2 separate regions of the Pan troglodytes genome follow, and region 1 is linked to region 2. The links are chromatin contacts, called in public Hi-C maps. All regions are on one chromosome and are shown on one strand. Each heading gives the region's core, a stretch centred on a gene start, on an enhancer-like site or on the middle of the called end of the contact. The rest is flanking DNA. Distances are from core to core; before and after follow the strand shown.

Region 1 (4,664 bases), core at 340-2,839, 150 kb after region 2:
GACGGCATGTTCCTCAGTCTCCCTCCTCCTGGTTCTGTCATGCTGCCCTCCTGTTCCCATCACACTCCCTGTCTTAGGGGCATCCCTCCACCCCCAGCCGACTAGCTGAGCGGCTGTCTGGAGGGTGGTGGCCAATGTAGAGACCAGCCGCCAAAAGAGCCCCTGAAGTGGGCCCTGTGCAGGCAGGCTGCGGTGGTGGCCAGACCGCCCGTGATGTAATGACCGATTAGGAACTTCCCCTTGGAAGCCCGGCTTCCTCTAGGAGCCAAAGGTGCTGGAGCTGAGGTGGGGGGTGGGGAGGGGTGGGTGGGAGCGAGTAAGAGGAAACTCCTGTCAGCTGGGCCCAGCTTTTGGAAAGAGTTCAGCAGAGAGGCTCGTTCTAAGCTGTTGACCATTAACATGGCCCTGTACACATTCCTTGTCTGCTTTTACTGCCGGAGCCCGGTGGATAAAGAACTGGTCTTCCCCTCCCTTCACAAAGAAAAGAAAAAGAGCCTCTAATTAATGCTGCATCTCTAGACTTGCTGCAAAACCTGAAGCCATTTCTGCAGCTTAAAATGACAAAGGAGAGTTAAGTGGAAACTCCTTTTTCCCTCTAAGTTTGATAACAAAAACTACTTATCTAATGGGCAAACAAGGCTTTAAAAGGGGTGTTAGGTTAACCAGATGCAGGGCCACGTAATTACTCCCAGGCCTGGGAGCCACAGATGAAAAGCTGCCGGTTGGACTGGAACTTGAAGCCACAGGCATGACACGGGACAGAAGAAAGGAGTTTTCCAGGAAGGCAGGAGGCCTCAGTGCAGCCCCGTGCAAAGGGGATTGGAAAAGCCAGCCCTGGGCCCCTTTTCAGCTCTGCCACCAACTTGCTGGGTGACCCTGGGCAAGTCACTTAACTTCTCTGGGCTTCTGAGACTTTGAGTATCTCTTCTTCGCTCTCGGTAGGGTCTGGGCCTGTCTGCCCTTGTTTCAGGCCCATCAATGAGGGGCTGAGCAGGCCCTTTTGGTCCAGCCCTGGGAGAGCCAGGGAGGTTGCTATGGCCCAGGTGGGTGTGAAGCAGCAGCAAAGACTTGGAAGGTGAAGGAGTAGGGACCGCCTGCTCCCCTGCTGACCTAGACCCCTGAAGACCCAGAGGACTCGGGCTGAGCCTCCCACGGATGCCCTGAACCTTTGAGTCTAAGCTGGGCACAACGCTGGTTCCTTCAGGGGTGGCTGAGTCCAAGGCAGTCTGGCCAAAAGGAAAGCGGGGAGCCTGAGGAAAGCAGGCTGCAGTTTATGCTCAGGCTCTTGGAGCATGCAGCCCACGGGGGAGCACACAGGAACGTTCCTGCCCTTTGTTTTGACAGAGAACTGCTGATTCGAAGAAGCGAAAAGGCTTTTCTTGGGATTTCAGCACTCCCCGCCTCCCTCAGACTGCAGTCAGCTCCCTTGGTGCCCCTGCACCCCCAAAAAATTACATGTTGGGCTCGCAGCACCCTCCCTGGGCAGAGAGGCGTAGAGAAAAGAATGCCAGCCATCAGAGGGGCTGATTTCTGTGCAGGGGAGAAGGCCTATTGTTGGGACCAGTCACCACCTCCTCCTCGGCGCAGACAGCCACCACCCTCTGGTGGCAGGAATGTGGGTGCCACCGGGAGGGAACAGGGCTTGTCCCCTGGGCCACTGTGGAGCCCTGCTGGGGCCACTCTAGGACAGCCACAGGACATTGCCACTTTCTTCTTTTTAATTTTTTCAAGGTATCATACCTAAAATGAAATCCACCGTTCTTTAAGTATCCAGGGTGTGGCTTTTTACAGCACAGATGCCCAAGTTCCCATGGTTCCACTCAAGAAATAAGATATTTCCATCATGCTGGAAAGTTCTCTTGTGCCTCTTCCCAGCTGTTCTCCCTCTCCCCAGGGGTAACCACTATTCTGATTTATTTTATTTTATTTTATTTTATTTTATTTTATTCTTTGAGACGGAGTTTCGCTCTTGTTGCCCAGGCTGGAGTGCAGTGGTGCAATCTTGGCTCACTGCAGCGTCCGCCTCCTGGGTTCCAGCGATTCTCTGCCTCAGCCTCCCGAATAGTTGGGATTAAGGCGCCCGCCACCACACCCGGGTGATTTTTTTGTATTTTTAATAGAGATGGGGTTCTGCCATGTTGGCCAGGCTGGTCTCAAACTCCTGACCTCAGATGATCCACCCACCTCAGCCTCCCAAAGTGCTGAGATTACAGGCATGAGCCACCATGCCTGGCCACTGTTCTGATTTACATTGCCGTAGATTAGTTTGCCTTTTCAAGAGTTTTGTCTTGGTGGAAACACACCGCGAACCCTCTGTCTGGCCTCTTGTGCTCAATGGGATGCCCTTCAGATTCATGCACCTTGTTGCAGGTTTCGGTAGCTTGTTCCTTTTTCTTGGTGAGTAGTGTTCCATTGGCTGGATGTGCCTAGTTTTTGTTTATTGGTTTTCTGTTGATAGATATCTGAGCTGGTTTCTGGGTTTGGGTGGTTAGGACTAGAGCTGCTAGTCCTAGCAACATTAACTAAATCATGGAAATTTAGAGCTGGGGAGAGTAATGATCTCATTGTTCGGATGGGAAGACTGAGGCCAGAGGAGGGAGATGACCTGCTGGATCAGGGCCAGGAGGCAGGACTCCTCCCAGGCTAGTGCCACTCTGCCAGATCCACCCCAGACACAGCTCCTCTCCTCCTCCCCCTGGAACCCTCCCAGCAGGACCCAGAGTCTGGCTGGGAACTAGGCCAGGCCCTGAGCAGGGGGTAGTGAGCGGGAGTTTCGGTCAGAGCTCGGTCATCTTTGATGTTGTTCACTCGTGTCTGACTCCCTGGTATTTATTTGCAATTAAAGAGCTGGTTCCTAATTAGGCTGATGGCCGTGGGAGATGGCGGTACCACAGCCTAGGAGCCACGAGGAGAAAAAGATCCTTCTGTAAGAGACTGTCCCCTCACCTGAGTGGCAGCCCAGGCTTGTGACTGAGAGGCACAGGGGGAGGGGGCTGTGCAGCTGTGGGAAGTACAGAGTGGGGACCATGGGTTAGGGGGTGCCCACCTTCTCACTCATAGTGTTGCAGAGCATGTCAGCTTGTGTTGGACACACCGCATGAAATCTGAATGCACGTATGTGTGTGAGAGAATGGAGCTAAAGCAGGGCTCATTCTAACACCTCTTTCACCACAGGTGCCAGGCTAGGGGCTAACCCCTAACATTTGTAAAGTGCTTTGCGGTTTGCAAAGGGCCTTGTCATCCACAGTCCTATTGAGACCTTCCATGGCGGTGACCCTGGGCCATGACCCCCAACCCCACTAAAGATCCCTGGCCTCTGAAGGGTAAGGCCAACACTGGAGCCCGTAAACAAGGCACCTCCTTCCTTCTGCACCCACTTGATTTTGCCAGAGTTTCCAGAAAATTCAGAGATGGACTGTGGTGAGTGGGGTACTTAATTATTGAATCAGTCCTTTTACAAATACAGAGACTGAGGCTTGGAGACGTTTAGCAGTTTATCGATGGCCACATATCCAGTCAGTGGTGGCAGCCTTAGGTCATTCTCACTGTGAAACCTTTTGGACCATGCGGCATGGATTAGAGTAGAATTCTGGGCTCTCAAGTTCTGGCCCTAGGTCTGCCACCTGCTGCTGTGTGTAGTTGGGCAAGTCCCTCGACGCCCCCCAGGATGCTGTCTTTGGGGCACCAGATTATTAGACTCCATTAGGGGTCCCAACAGGCCAGTCTCAGGACCAAGTTTTCATTGGTCCATGGTGACAGAAATAAAAATAAGTTAGAAAATAAGTCTGTACATGGCAAAATAAAGCAGTGGTGGTCTGGGTGAGCAGTGGCTCATGCCTGTAATTCCAACACTTTGGGAGACCAAGACAGGCAGATTGCTTGAGCCCAGGAGTTTGAGACCACCCTGGGTAACATGGCAAAACCCGGTGGTGTGTGCCTCTAATGCCAACTACTTGGGAAGCTGAGGAGGGAAAATCGCTTGAGCCTGGGAGGTCGAGGCCGCAGTGAGCCATGACTGCACCACAGTACTTCTGCCTGAGTGACAGAGTGAGACCATTGCTCAAACAAAAACAAAAACGAAGCAGCGGTCGCCCTGTGTCATTCCCAACTCCCCTGTTAAAAACGTGTTGGTTTGTGGAAGCCTGAAGTGTTGGGTCTCACTGGATAAGATAATGTCAGCGGATACTCGAGCTCTGACGCCCTGGGACTGAGAGTTGAGTGGGGACAGGGAGGCTGAGTGGGTGGCTTACCCTCTGGATCAGACAAGAGACCCCAGTTTTTGCCCACCACCCTTCAGTGCCCTAGGGCCTGAGCCCAGCAGCCTACCTGCTGGGCAGGATTCCCTGTGGGGTGTGGGGTGGGGGCAATGTCTAGGCACTGGGACATATTTTATTTCCTGTCCCCTTCCCTTTTATTAGGTTGGTGCAAAAGTAATTGAGGCAGGAGGGTCACTTGAGCCCAGGAGTTTAAGCCCAAACTGGGCAACAAAGCAAGACCTCATCTCTACAAAAAAGCTTTTGAAAATTAGCTGGGCCTGATGATGTACATCGTAGTCCCAGCTATTCAGGAAGCTAAGACAGGAGGATTGCTTGAGCCCAAGGAATATATGCAGCCCTGGGATAGATGGAGACCCACCCCACCCCTTACCAGTCAGAGAGTGTAGA
Region 2 (4,492 bases), core at 1,641-4,140:
CACATTGTTATTTGATCTTCACAACGGTCCTCCTTTTCTAATAAAGAAACTGAGGTTCAGAGACTGTGTGTAATTTGCACAGGGTCCCACAGCAGGTGAGCTGAGATGCCAGGCTTTGCTGCACACACCTGGGGCCTGTCCTCTTCCCTGTTTGTTGTGTGATCTCTGTTGAGGGCTGGCCTTCCTAAGGCCTCAGTCTCCCCATCACTGTGTGGGCAGAGGGATCTCTGGGGTGGGACGCGAGCTGCCTTCACAGCAGCTCAGCACTTGAGACCCCTAGAGACTGGACAGAAAGGAGCTCTTCTTGCATCAGCGCTGGAGTAGAAGTTGCTCCAGCAGCCAAACCCAGCTTCTTATGAATTATTCTGGCTGCCACAGGATCCCGGTTCAAAACTTGCAGATTGTTTCTGGAAACTCCAGGAAATCTGACCAGAAAACTCTGGGCCTCCTGGCCTTGGGAGCTCCTGTAGTGATGGGGCTCGGCCACCAGATGGCCCCACGCTGGCCACTGGACTCAAGGAAGCAGAGTCACAGTTTTTCAGGGCTGTGGCTCACCTCTGAGTGTATCCACGCCACCATCCCTTTAGCCTCGGGTCACAGCCAGGGAAACCCAGCCCCGGAGGCGCAGCAACCTGCACCCGTTTCGAGGCCTGCACTTTGCGCTTCCCAGGGGTTGTTACCCTGGTCGAGCAAGGTCCCCGGTGAGATTCTGGCCTCGCCTCTGGGGCCAGTCACAGAGTTGCCAGAATCCTTAGGACCTGAGTTTCCACATTTACAGAAAGAGGAGAATCACTTCTGCCTGGCTTTCTTCATGGGGTCTGGGTGTCACGTCAAACACGGGGCCTCAGTTTCCCCATCTGTGAAACTGGTATAAAGGTAGGGGCTGACTGGTGATGTTGTGAGGATGAAAAGCAGCCAACATCCAAATGTGATTTGAGGCATGAAGCCTGCAGGCCAAAGTCTGGCCACCTACAGAGTCACCTTCTGCTTCCAGAACAGCCTCTGAACAGCAGCCTAGGACCTCAGGGTGGGAGGAGACGGCAGGGCGGATTCCACCTGCACCTTCCATTCCTCACATGGAGGAAAGTGAGGTCCAGACAGGACCAGGGACTTGCCCAAGGTCTCACAGCCCCGTCTGACTACACCAGAACCCAGAGGCATTCACTCTGAGGACAGTTGTCATTAGCTTTCCTCTAACTTCTGCAGGGAGGCCCAGCAAAGAAGCCCATGTCGGGAAGGGCTATGCAGCTGGGGCCGGAATGGGCACAGAGGGGCCACTGCGAGCTGGACCGCCACACTGCAGGGGGGCCCAGCTGGGAGCCTAAGGAACCTTCCTCCCTGAGGGACAACCAGTTCTCCCAACCAAGGTCTCCCCCTGGAAAAGCCCCTCGGGGCTCACCTGCCCAGACCCTGGGGGGAATATTTTTAAAAGTTTAAACACTCTCCAGGGAACATGCTGCATTTCTGTTCAAACAGTGTATCTATGCTTTTATTTACGAAATAAAAAGGCTTCTGTTCTGTTAATTAGTGGGCTCATATAAACCCTCTCCCTCAGTTCAGGATGTGGGGGCAGGGGGAATAAACCAACAAAAATATAAAAATTTTGAATTCCAGATACGCTGAGCATGACCAGCCTTTCTGCCTGGGGAGGAGGAGGGGCATATAACCCCAAACCAGTAACTGTCCAGAATCTCCAGCTGATAACATGCATATTTTGAGAAGATCATGCTGGCAACTTGAATGTATTCATATTCATATTCGACTGGAATGGAGTGGCTTTTCTAAGAGTACATCTGAATGGGGGAGAAGAGAGGGAGCAGATCCCTGAGAGCCTGGGGAGGTGGTGGAGCCCGGCAGAGGGTCAGGGGTATGTGCACAGAGAGGGGAAGCTGAGGACCCCAGAGGCTGAGGGTATTGCCCATGTGCCAGAAGGAAATGGGGGGGTTGCTGTTGTTTCTAGGAGAGGCCTGGGGTGTAGGGGGCACAGAAAACTCAGTTTCCATGAGTCAGTGCTGGTAACCTGGAGAAGAAGGGGGCATTCTTATAACCCAGAATTTCCCCCAGGGGGATGGGCTGGCCTGTGGGCCTAGCTCCACATCCATCTCTCTGCAGACCCCACAGCTGCCCTGGGAAGGAGACACTGTCATCATCCCCATTTCTCTCCCAGTAGACCGAGGCCCTGAGAGAGGCAGCAACTTACCCAAGAGCAGCCACACTGAGGCAGCGCCGGGATTCCTGGAACTAAGGTCTCTTGATGAGTTGCTTTGTACTCACATTCTGCCTGAATCTGGAGCTAGGCCTACCTGATTTCTGGCTTTGTGACCCTGAACAAGTTACTGGGGGCTCTCTGAGCTCGGTTTGCCTCATCTGTACAATGGGTGTGATAGTGGCTGTCTCCTGAGGTTGCTGACAGGAAGGTTCTGGCACACAGCAGGCATGCAAGCAGTGGGAGCTGAATCACAGAGGAGTCAAATCTTACATAGAACACGGTTCTCAAAGCAGCTTAATGAAAAGAAAAACTTCCTGGAAAATCCTTTCTGGAAGGAGCCATAAAGAGTGAAGTCCTTGGGGACGGGTGGGGTGAAGGGAAGGCGTCTATGGGAGAAAGAGTACGGCTTTAGAATTGTCTAGAAGGTCAAAAAGTGAATGAGGCCTTGAGGCGGGCAAGCTGTGTGCAGTGGAAGAGGGGCTGGCCCCCTCATCCCCGTGCAGGTGCAGGAGGAGAACAGTGCCAGGATAGGCTTTGAATGCGAGCTGGAGAGGTCAGGCCCCGCGCCCTGTTGGAGATGCCTGGTCTTGGCAGTGGGGTGATCACAGGGGGCTCCCTCCGTGTGTGCCTGGATTTCCGGAACCCCACCCCAGAGCTGTTTCTCCGAGGAGAGCTGGGGCCGGTGGACGGCTCCTGGCTGCCTCTGTCAGGCCTCTCCCCCAGTCCTCCGCCTCCCTCCCTGTCTGGCAGCCAACTGAATTTTATGTGGGGAATTTGAAGAATTTGAAAAGGCAGAATGCAAATGCCAGTCTTAGAGATTTCCTTGTCAGCCGCTGAAGGGGAAAAGCCCCTCTTTGTGGGGCAGTGGAGAGAGAAGTGGAGTGTGGAGTTCTGCACTCGGGTCCCCACCGATGCTGGCGGCCAGGTGGCCAGGGACAGTCCCTTCGCCCCCCAGGGCGTCAACTCCCCGTCTGCGGAAAGGGCAGCTTTGTCCCCATCGCGCCCCTCGAGGCCTGGCTGAGAGGAACCGGGTGACCGAGAGGTCCGGGCGCAGGCCGTGTGCGAGGAAGGAGGTCACTGACGATTCTTCCAGGCCCTCGTTTCACAGAGGAGGGGACTGCAGCCAAGGAGACGGCTGCTGCGGGGGGTCGCCGGGGCAGCCCCGCGTGGGCTTCCCGCAGCCCACGCCGCCCCCGGGCTGCCGGCTGGGCCAGGGCGCCTCTATCTCCCGCGGCCGTGGCGTCTCCGAGTCTCGGCCGCCCGAGCGAGCGCTGGGCGTTATCTGCGCTAGCCCGGCCGGGCCCCTTCCCGCCTTCCCGCCTTCCCGCCTTCCAGCCTTCCCGCCGGGCCAGGGCCGCCGTGGCGACGGGCCGCTCCCGCCTTATCGGCCGCCCCTGCGAGCCCGCGGCCGACCCCGCCTGGCCCTCCCCGGGCTGCCCCTCCCAGGTGCCCCCTCCCCCGGCAGCCCCCCGCCCTAAGATGCCCCCTCCCTGGGCTGCCCACGCCCCCTAGATGCCCCCGCGCCAGGGCGGCCCCCTCCCTGGCCAAGGGGCGCCACATCAGAAAAGGGTTTTCCTCAGATTTGTTCTTTCTTTAAAAGACAAGCCTAGCTATGCTTCGTTCCATTTCAGCCACATTTTAAACAATTTCACAAGAAAGGCAAACTTCTGCAAAACAACACAAAAAACAAAAGCACCCAACCCAGAAACCCACCAGGCATCAGGGCTGTCAGGGAAGCCAGAACCCTTTATTCACCAGCTCTTTCTAAAATGCTCCTGCTGGGACTTAATGTGTTAGATGTGGCAGGCCTTGGAACTTCGGTTTCCGCACCTTAGTGTCTGAATCTGTAGGGCATGATACTCCCCGTGGTGCTGGTGGCAGAGAACATGGGTGCAGCCCTTTGTCATAACAATTTGGCAATATAGATGGAAAGCCATAAAATATTCATGCCCTTTGACTCAGTAATCTCACTCCGGGAATGCATCCCAAGGAAATAGTTCAGCAGCAGCAAAAGAAAAAAAAAAAGTATGGGTTCATCAATGTGTTATTTGTAAAGTTGGTGAGCATATCTTTCAGTGAAAAACTAGAATACATGAGTGGCATGGGACTGGGTTTGAAACCAGCACAGCCACCTATGGACCCTGGGAGAGGGGCTTAACATGGCTGATTTTCTGTTTCCCTATCTGGAAAGTAGCTGGCTCCAGCACTCAGAGGACATTGGTGAGAATGCCAGGAGACAACCCGGGAAGGCAGCTAGTACAGGGTCTGGGATAGAAGAGGAGC

Evidence for each region. Hi-C and Micro-C count contacts between places; a contact is called where the count stands out from the background.
Region 1: a contact with region 2 is called in a Hi-C map of stem cell-derived neural progenitor cells, with 4 times the contacts expected there. The contact joins two enhancer-like sites. A contact is called at or near these places in 2 of 7 Hi-C or Micro-C datasets (a lymphoblastoid cell line and stem cell-derived neural progenitor cells) and 1 of 1 other capture datasets (stem cell-derived neural stem cells).

Annotation. Positions count from the first base shown.
Region 1 is chr16:58,766,607-58,771,270 of NHGRI_mPanTro3-v2.0_pri, forward strand. The region is part of intron 3 of SMAD6 (SMAD family member 6); the gene reads left to right. Among named protein-coding and RNA genes, the nearest start is that of SMAD6, 73 kb to the left of the region's middle. Within about 2 kb of position 1,590, at least 5 of the 24 cell types and tissues checked have an H3K27ac peak or open chromatin away from gene starts, as enhancers often do. A contact at or near this core is called in stem cell-derived neural progenitor cells and stem cell-derived neural stem cells, where this site is marked.
Region 2 is chr16:58,612,896-58,617,387 of NHGRI_mPanTro3-v2.0_pri, forward strand. No RefSeq gene overlaps it. Among named protein-coding and RNA genes, the nearest start is that of LCTL, 55 kb to the left of the region's middle. Within about 2 kb of position 2,891, at least 8 of the 24 cell types and tissues checked have an H3K27ac peak or open chromatin away from gene starts, as enhancers often do. A contact at or near this core is called in stem cell-derived neural progenitor cells and stem cell-derived neural stem cells, where this site is marked.